Linked DNA regions of Danio rerio: region 2 is linked to region 1. Evidence: chromatin contacts called from public HiCAR-type data. All regions are on one chromosome and are shown on one strand. Each heading gives the region's core, a stretch centred on a gene start, on an enhancer-like site or on the middle of the called end of the contact. The rest is flanking DNA. Distances are from core to core; before and after follow the strand shown. Region 1 holds the start of lsg1 (large 60S subunit nuclear export GTPase 1). Region 2 holds the start of xxylt1 (xyloside xylosyltransferase 1).

The links. HiCAR-type assays count read pairs that join an accessible place to other places.
Region 2: a HiCAR-type map of caudal fin shows a contact between it and region 1, with 15 times the contacts expected there. The contact joins the promoter of xxylt1 here to the promoter of lsg1 in region 1. A contact is called at or near these places in 7 of 18 Hi-C or Micro-C datasets (caudal fin, embryo, fibroblasts and 3 more) and 3 of 4 datasets of contacts at active chromatin or transcription factors (caudal fin, embryo and pancreas).

The regions. Positions count from the first base shown.
Region 1 is chr11:36,537,598-36,541,753 of GRCz12tu, reverse strand. It overlaps lsg1 (large 60S subunit nuclear export GTPase 1), which reads left to right and starts at 1,889. Exons shown (of 14, transcript NM_212642.1): 1 at 1,889-2,076; 2 at 3,186-3,312; 3 at 3,900-4,020; 4 at 4,132-4,156. The coding sequence starts at 1,975.
Region 2 is chr11:36,787,533-36,791,688 of GRCz12tu, reverse strand. xxylt1 (xyloside xylosyltransferase 1) reads left to right here and starts at 2,244. Exons shown (of 8, transcript XR_012387266.1): 1 at 2,244-2,446.

The sequences.
Region 1 (4,156 bases), core at 640-3,139:
CACCTGTACCACATGTCTTTGGACTGTGGGGGAAACCGGAGCACCCAGAGGAAACCCACACGAACGCAGGGAGAACATGCAAACTCCACACAGAAATGCAAACTGACCCAGCAGAGGCTCGAATTAGCCTTATTCGAATTAGCCTTATTACAACAGCATGTTTTAGAAAATACACATTTAACAATAAAAACAATATATACAGTTTCAATCAGAATTATTACCCCCCTGTTTATTTTTCCCCCAATTTCTGTTTAACGAGGAGATTTTTTAAACACATTTTTAAACATAATAGTTTTAATAACTCATTTTAAATAACTGATTTATTTTATCTTTGCCATGATGACAGTAAATAATATTTGACTAGATATTTTTCAAGACACTTCTATACAGCTTAAAGTGACATTTAAAGGCTTAACTAGGTTAATTAGGTTAACTAAGCAGGTTAGAGTGGTTAGGCAAGTTATTGTATAATGATGATTTGTTCTGTAGACTATCGGAAAAATATACCTTATAGGGGCTAATCATTTTGACCTTAAAATTGTGTTTAAAAAATTAAAAACTGGTTTATTTTAAAGCCAAAATAAAACAAATAAGACTTTCTCCAGAAGAAAAAATATTATCAGACATACTGTGAAAATGTCCTTGCTCTGTTAAACATCATCTGTTAATAAATCAAAGATTTAATTCTGTTATTTCTGATAGCAATTGTACAATACTATTTACTATATTGTAATATAATTATTTCTACAGCATGTACAGCAATAATAATAATTGTTGTTATTGTTATGATTATGAATGTGTTATTATTAAATTTGGTGTTGGTGGTGGTGTTGCCTCTTTCCTAACATACAGAGATATGTATAAATCTGAAGAAAACCACTGAGCATATTTTCTACAACTGCATATACTCAAAGTTATTTTGGGCTCATAAACATGTCAGAATCTCTCATGTCAATATTCATGTAAACCCTTTTTGCATTAAAAAAGTTAGATTCAGTGTAACTAAAGAAAATTGTACACATCATTACCTGGTTAATAGCCTTATATGCTTTGCAAAATTCATTCATTTATTTTCTCTTCGGCTTAGTCCCTTTATTAATCTGGGGTCACCACAACGGAATGAACCGCCAACTTATCCAGCAAATGTTTTACGCAGAGGATGACCTTCCTGCCACAACCCAACACTGGGAAACACCCATACACTCCTGCATTTACATACACTAAGGACAATCAGACATCACTTAGTACTTTGTCAAATAATAAAGCTAGTAAAGTAGCTACTTTTTTCAGCGAATTTCACACCCTATAGCCCCTTCACAACCCTTTGAAGGTTTATATTGTATGAACTTTTATACTTTATTTATTTTATTTATTCACTTATTTTTTTAACGTCAAATACAATTGTCGTTATCATATGTTGCTTTTTTCCTATATTTGTGTCTGCTTATTGTTGTAATTTTATTACTTCATGCTTGTTTATGCATGTAAGGCCTACATTGTATAATTCTTTGAAAAAAAACTTGTATGTAACTGGACAGTTTGGGTGGATCTGAAACTTATTATGTATTGACATCTACTGGTATCATGCTAACATTGCAAGAGAACAGTATTTGGCTGCAAATCCGTAACCACGCAGTTGGTTTTTGACCGGTCCTATTTGAACGCGACACCACCGAACAAAACAAAAGTCTGGCCAAGATTTCAATTTTCGCCCAATTCTCAGTCTATTCTACTATTATTTAAATAAATATTCACTGTACTAAAACGACATGAACATAAAGAACACAATCAACAATTGTCATCTCTTCTAAACATTCGCGAAGGAGTGGTCCCTCTCGTAGATCATTCCGTGTCACTTCCTTCCTCTGCCATAACAAACATATCACACGCGTGAAGGTTTATCCACTCGAATGTCCACGAACAACTCACTGTCACGCGTTTATATCGCCGTTTAACCGTGTAAAGAAGTTTAAAATGGGGAAGAAGAAGACTCGTGGAGAGGGTTCAGGGTTGGGGAGAGCTTTAATAAAGGAGAGACTGAACGCAGGCCGCGGATACAGGAGAAACGACACATGGGTGAGAAACACTGACAGTCTGATGTGAAAATCGTTTTAATTAGGCTTTCAGCATTAGCATTAGTTTAGAGTGTTGTTTTTAATATACCTAATTTATAATGCAATGTGGATTGTTCTATATTGTAATAACAAAAGAGTACGATACGTATAATGTAAAGTGCAGTAGAGTTATGCGTGTTAAGGGATAGTTCAGCCCTAAAATGAAATGTTCTCACTGTTTAGCCACCCTCAAGTGAGTAAATAGTGAGAATAAAAGAAGATATTGTGAAGAAAGCTGGAAACCTGTAACCACTGACTTCTAACGTTATACAGTTTTTTTTCATGCTATGGATGGATGTCAATGATTACAGGCTTTCAACTTTATTCAGTTTATCTTGTTTTGTATTCAACAGAAGGTAGGAAACTTATAAAGGTTTAAAACAAGTAAATGATGACAAGTGCATATGGGCTACAAGATTTTATCTTATAATAAGATTAGTTATATTTTATAAAATATAATATTCTTCTTCAGACCGTATATTGGAGTTCTTGCACGCCAGAAGATTTTTTTTCAACACATGATGTCTAATATAATAAACAATACGATGTACAGTTGAAGTCAGAAATATTAGTCCCCCTAGAATTTTTTTCTTTTTAAAATATTTCCCAAGTGATGTTAACAGAGCAAGGACATTTTCACAGTATGTATGATAATATTTTTTCTTCTGGAGAAAGTATTATTTGTTTTATTTTGGCTACAATAAAAACAGTTTTTATTTTCTTAAACACCATTTTAAGGAAAAAATATTAAGCCCCTTTAAGCTCTATTTTTTTTTCGATCTACAGAACAAATCACTGTTATACAATAACTTGACTAATTACCATAACCTGCCAAATAACCCAATTAACCTAGTTAAGCTTTTTAATGTCACTTTAAGCTGTATTATTTACTGTCATCATGGCAAAGATAAAATAAATCAGTTTCTAGAAATGAGTTATTAAAACTATTATGTTTCAAAATATATATTTAAAAAAAATCTTCTCTCCGGTTAACAGAAATTGGGGGAAAAAATCAACAGGGGGGCTAATAATTCTGATTTCAACTGTATATTAATTGTGTCGTGTGTTTAGCTTCACACCAGCGAGCTGAATGATGGATATGATTGGGGTCGGCTCAACCTGCAGTCTGTCACTGAGCAGAGCTCCCTGGACGACTTTCTGGCCACAGCCGAACTTGCTGGAACTGAATTTGTTGCAGGTAGGTGTTGATTTGTTTCAAATCTATTAACTCAATATATTATATTTAAATGAATTTATTAAAATATACATTAATGTGTTTAAATTAGGGCTGCACAATATTGAAAAATTCTAACATTGCAGTATTTTTTTTTATTTTGAGATATATAGAGATATCAATACAATCCCACCAGATGACTTCATATCTCTATTTGGAAAGAATTTATAATGTTAGATCGATTGCATCTCCATAAAATATAATAAACAATATATTACATTTTTAGGGGTCCCCCCCCAACAGATCTTAGTAATGTGTGTGTGTGTGTGTGTGTGTGTGTGTGTGTGTCTATTGACACAAAAAAATCGCAAAAAAAAAAAAAAAGAAAGTGGTTTATTAAAAATAATAAAGAAATATGGTTTAATTTAAGCTGTGGTGATTTAAGTACTGAGTAATTAAAATTAATTGAAAATTGACCATATGGGTTAGCATTTATTTATGCATAATTTACTGTATTATTGTAGTAAGTACATGTAATATGTAACAAGGACACAAAACTATAGCACTGTCAGCTATAGAACAATATATAAAGATATGTCATTGTTTTGCAGAGAAGCTCAATATAAAGTTTGTCCCAGCTGAAGCAAGAGCTGGCTTGCTTTCCTCTGAGGAGTCCAGGCGGCTAAAGAAACTCCATGAGGAAAACAAACAGCTTCTGCGAATCCCCCGAAGGTATTCTGATGTCTTATAATATGCATTTTTTCCTTACCTATATTAAAGTTTATCATGGATGCAAAACAATGCAAAAGCAGATGTTTTCAACATTGTGCTTTGTCTCCTCAGACCTCCTTGGGATGAGAGCACAAGT
Region 2 (4,156 bases), core at 995-3,494, 250 kb before region 1:
GTGAATTGAAGTGTATGGGTGTTTCCCAGTGATGGGTTGCAGCTGGAAGGGCATCCGCTGTGTAAAACGTGCTGGATGAGTGATCGGTTTAATCCACTGTAGCCACCCCAGATTAATAAAGGGATAAAGCCAAAAGAAAATGAATGAATGAACTGTAAAGTGTAGTACAATATCTTATACAATATTTTAGTTTCAACCATACAACTCTTTATCTGTAAATGTGCATGTTAATGTCATCCAAACACAAGTGATCCAAGTCCTGTGAAAGGATGATGCCAACTATAGAGGACTTCTAGAGGTCTCCATAATCCTGGACCAGGCCGTATCCTGAGCTGATGCTGTGGTGGTCATGGAGGAGTGGAGAGCGTGAGACTGATTCCTAAATGACTTTAGTGACATATGAGTCTCAGAATTGATCCCGTGGGCCAGCCTGAACACCTGCCGGTGACCTATTCACACCTGCAGCTTCTTCACAATGGACGTCCAGCATTCTCCAGTCTCCGATGCCTTGACTGCAGCTCTGCACAAGAAGCTTGGCCAGAGGAGAAATGGTCATGCCCAGGGCTGGACTGGTACAAAAAATCGGCCCTGGCATTTTGGGAAAGAGTGGCCCACTACATCAATCAAAATGCTTCCCATCTGTGCACACCCTTGAATATGTTTACCAACTCCCATTCTATAGAAGCACAAAAGCCATATTTAGGAAATAATGAGAGTTGACAAATTAAAAACTTTAAAAAAAATTAATTCATTATTATAAAAAATGTATGGGGCGACGCAGTGGCGCAGTAGGTAGTGCTGTCGCCCCACAGCAAGAGGGTCGTGTGGAGTTTGCATGTTCTCCCTGCGTTCGCGTGGGTTTCCTCCGTGTGCCCCGGCTTCCCCCACAGTCCAAAGAAAGACATGCGATACAGGTGAATTGGGTAGGATGAATTGTCTGTGGTGTATGGATGTTTCCCAGAGATGGGTTGCAGCTGGAAGGGCATCTGCTATGTAAAACATATGCTGGATAAGTTGGCGGTTCATTCTGCAGTGGCGACCCCAAATTAATATAAGCCGAAAAGAAAATTTAATGAATGTATAATGCAATTATGTAAACATGAAACAACATACTTATTTTGAACAGTAATCACCAATATGAGTAAGTTATGTGGTCATACACAAGTGTATTAGGATAGTAAGGATAGTAAATTAGCTTCTTATACATTGATTAATAAAACAATTCGCATTTTAGGCAGCACAAAACAAAAATTACTTTTATAAATAGAATATACGTAACAAATACGTTATTTATTTATTTATTTATTTATTTATGTGTGTTAATCATAGACTGTAAAACACAGGTGTTAACGTATATCGACGCTGCGTTTCTTTCTTCATGTGATACCGGGTCTTTTATTTTTTATTTTTATTATTTTTTTTTTTATTGAAAATACAAAATCCAAATACAACAAAATGGGATTCAACTTTACAACTTGTGTGTCATATATGGAAGGCTCAACACAAAATAATATACAAAGATACAAATGTAATATACAAAAAACATTCAAGTTAAAATAAATCCAAGAGTGAAAGGAAAACGCAAAAATTAAATAAATAAATAAAAAATAAGTACAACATATATATCATCTATGGCAAGTTATATAATACAAATAAATTGAACATTTTTAAGGCAATTTTTGTTTTCATTTTAACCAGGGCATCTGAAAATATTTTAAGTTCTTTTATAAATACAATAAGTAATGGAGGTGTTTTGAAATATCTACATTTATGAATAAAATATTTGGCTAACACAATTATCATATTTATCAAATCGTGCAAAGTAGAGCAATCTTTAGTAATTCCATACAGTACATCTTATAATGTAAAAGTCAAACCTTCAGCATCCACATTTTTTATTATCAACCAGTCTTGTACTTTTTTCCAAAATGATCGAACAGCGCTGCAAGAGAAAAATATGTGTTCAGTGTCTTCACTAAAGTGTTTACATAAACGGCATGGTGAGTTTTCTAAGTAAAATTTTAGATGTAAGAATCTATTAGAAGGGTATAAGTTATATCATTAAATATTTTAAATTGTACTTCTTTTACCTTGGGGAGAATTGGAAATTTAAGATATGTTGTTCTAAAATATTTAACAGTGTTTTTATCCACTGAATGAAATAACATATTTCTTAATACTTGATAAGAGAAACAAGATTGGATAATAATTTGTCTTAAATGTTTGATACCGGGTCTTTTATTATGAACTGTTCAACTTCCGGTGATGTAAGACGCGCAAGTGTTCAGATGTCTCGTGTCTGCATTATTATTTTGCTTTTGCAAATGTACATTTTTCCATAGAGTCTTTAATAACCCACCGCTCCAGTTGTCTTCCAGCAGCAGCAGCTCCTCTTGTCATGATTTCTGTGTGTATCGCGCGCCGCTGAAGGCGTCATGTGACGGCGGTAAGAGACTGTTGCTTCACGCTACATGCAAAGCGGCTGCATATAAACATGTATGGAAGTGCACAACGTTACTTTGAACATCTGCTGTTTGCTGTATTAAAGCTGACACGTTTCACATGTATTGTTTGAAACTGTCATTTGGCCTAAATGATATTTAGAGCTATAGGTTATCCAAAAATGAACATTCTGTCATAATTTTCTCTTAATATGTTTCTTTCAATGCTGTTTCACAGAGCATTTTTGACATTTTCCCATATGGTTAAAAATAATAAAGACGTGCTTTAATAGGCCTTACAACATGTGTGCTATTTAAAAATGTCTGATTCCATTAAAATGAAGTATGGCAGGAACAAACCAGAATCTAATATTGTTTCCTTACCAAAAAACCTGTATATATGTTTTTTCTGTGATACAGAAAATATATTAACTTAAGTTGTAAGTTAATTAAGAGTGTTTGAGAGGTCATCTCGTTTTATACCATGTTTTTCTACATTTAAACAGTGATATTTTGAACAATATTTTAAACCAAAGAACTAAATTAACCAATGTTCCCCCCAAAAAAGAAATTAAAAATAATTATGAGCAATTGCAGCGTTATGGATGTGACATTTGCTGTAAAAACTCAACACATAAATTGACATTGAAAGTATACGTTAACATTATATCGAAACGTCTGTGTCTATTTTCCAAAAACAACTAACCCCAGAGTTATACGAGCAGAATAATATCCATCTGTAAGCTTTTTTTGTATTTTAAATGTGTAAAATAAACATGCGATGTGACAAGAAAAGTCTGCGAGTTTATAGCATACAGCATACTTTGTAGAAGTTCTGTGAATTAAACTGCACAACCCAAAAGAAATAATGATAATCAAAAGGATAAGAGTAGGCTCTAAACAAAAATGATTGATTATTTTATTTGACAGTTTTGCATTTATGAGGGAAATGCTTCATTTATACACACACACACACACACACACACACACACATATATATATATATATATATATATATATATATATATATATATATATATATATATATATGTATATGTATGTATGTATGTATGTGTTTTTTTTTCATCAAATTTTTATTTTATTTTGTATTTTTCGAACACAGAAAAACAATCAGCATATAGCAAAGGGTACAGATATACATGCTGTTACATATTAGCATTAATAATAGTGCCAGCAATAACAACAGTAGAGTCAATAAGAAGGAAAAACTGAAGAGTAATGACGAGGACATACTAAAACAAGTAAAAAATAATAAAATAAAATTAATTAAAATATATACACATACACACATAAATACATAGTCATAAAACAAATTTCCAAACCAAAAAAGGCAATAAACCAAATCTTTATTTAGGGTTAAGTAAGGGTAAAATTAAGCCAGTTAAAAATAAATAAATCGAGGAATGGTAATAGACAAATAAAAATATATATTCAAAACCGATATATATTCATATATTAGATAGATATTCATTGTCAACGACAATGAAGAAAAGTTATTAGAAGCCCAAACAGGGAACCTTGAATTACTATAAAAAGAACAAAATAGATACAATTAATAAAGAAGGAAAAAAATAAATTAAAAGATTATATAATTAAAGAAAAAGTAATATATATGGGGCCTGGAACCAGAAGTTTCTGCTTTTTAAAGTCTCATTAATTCAAATTAGTAAAGTAGAACAAAGTCTGATGGTGTC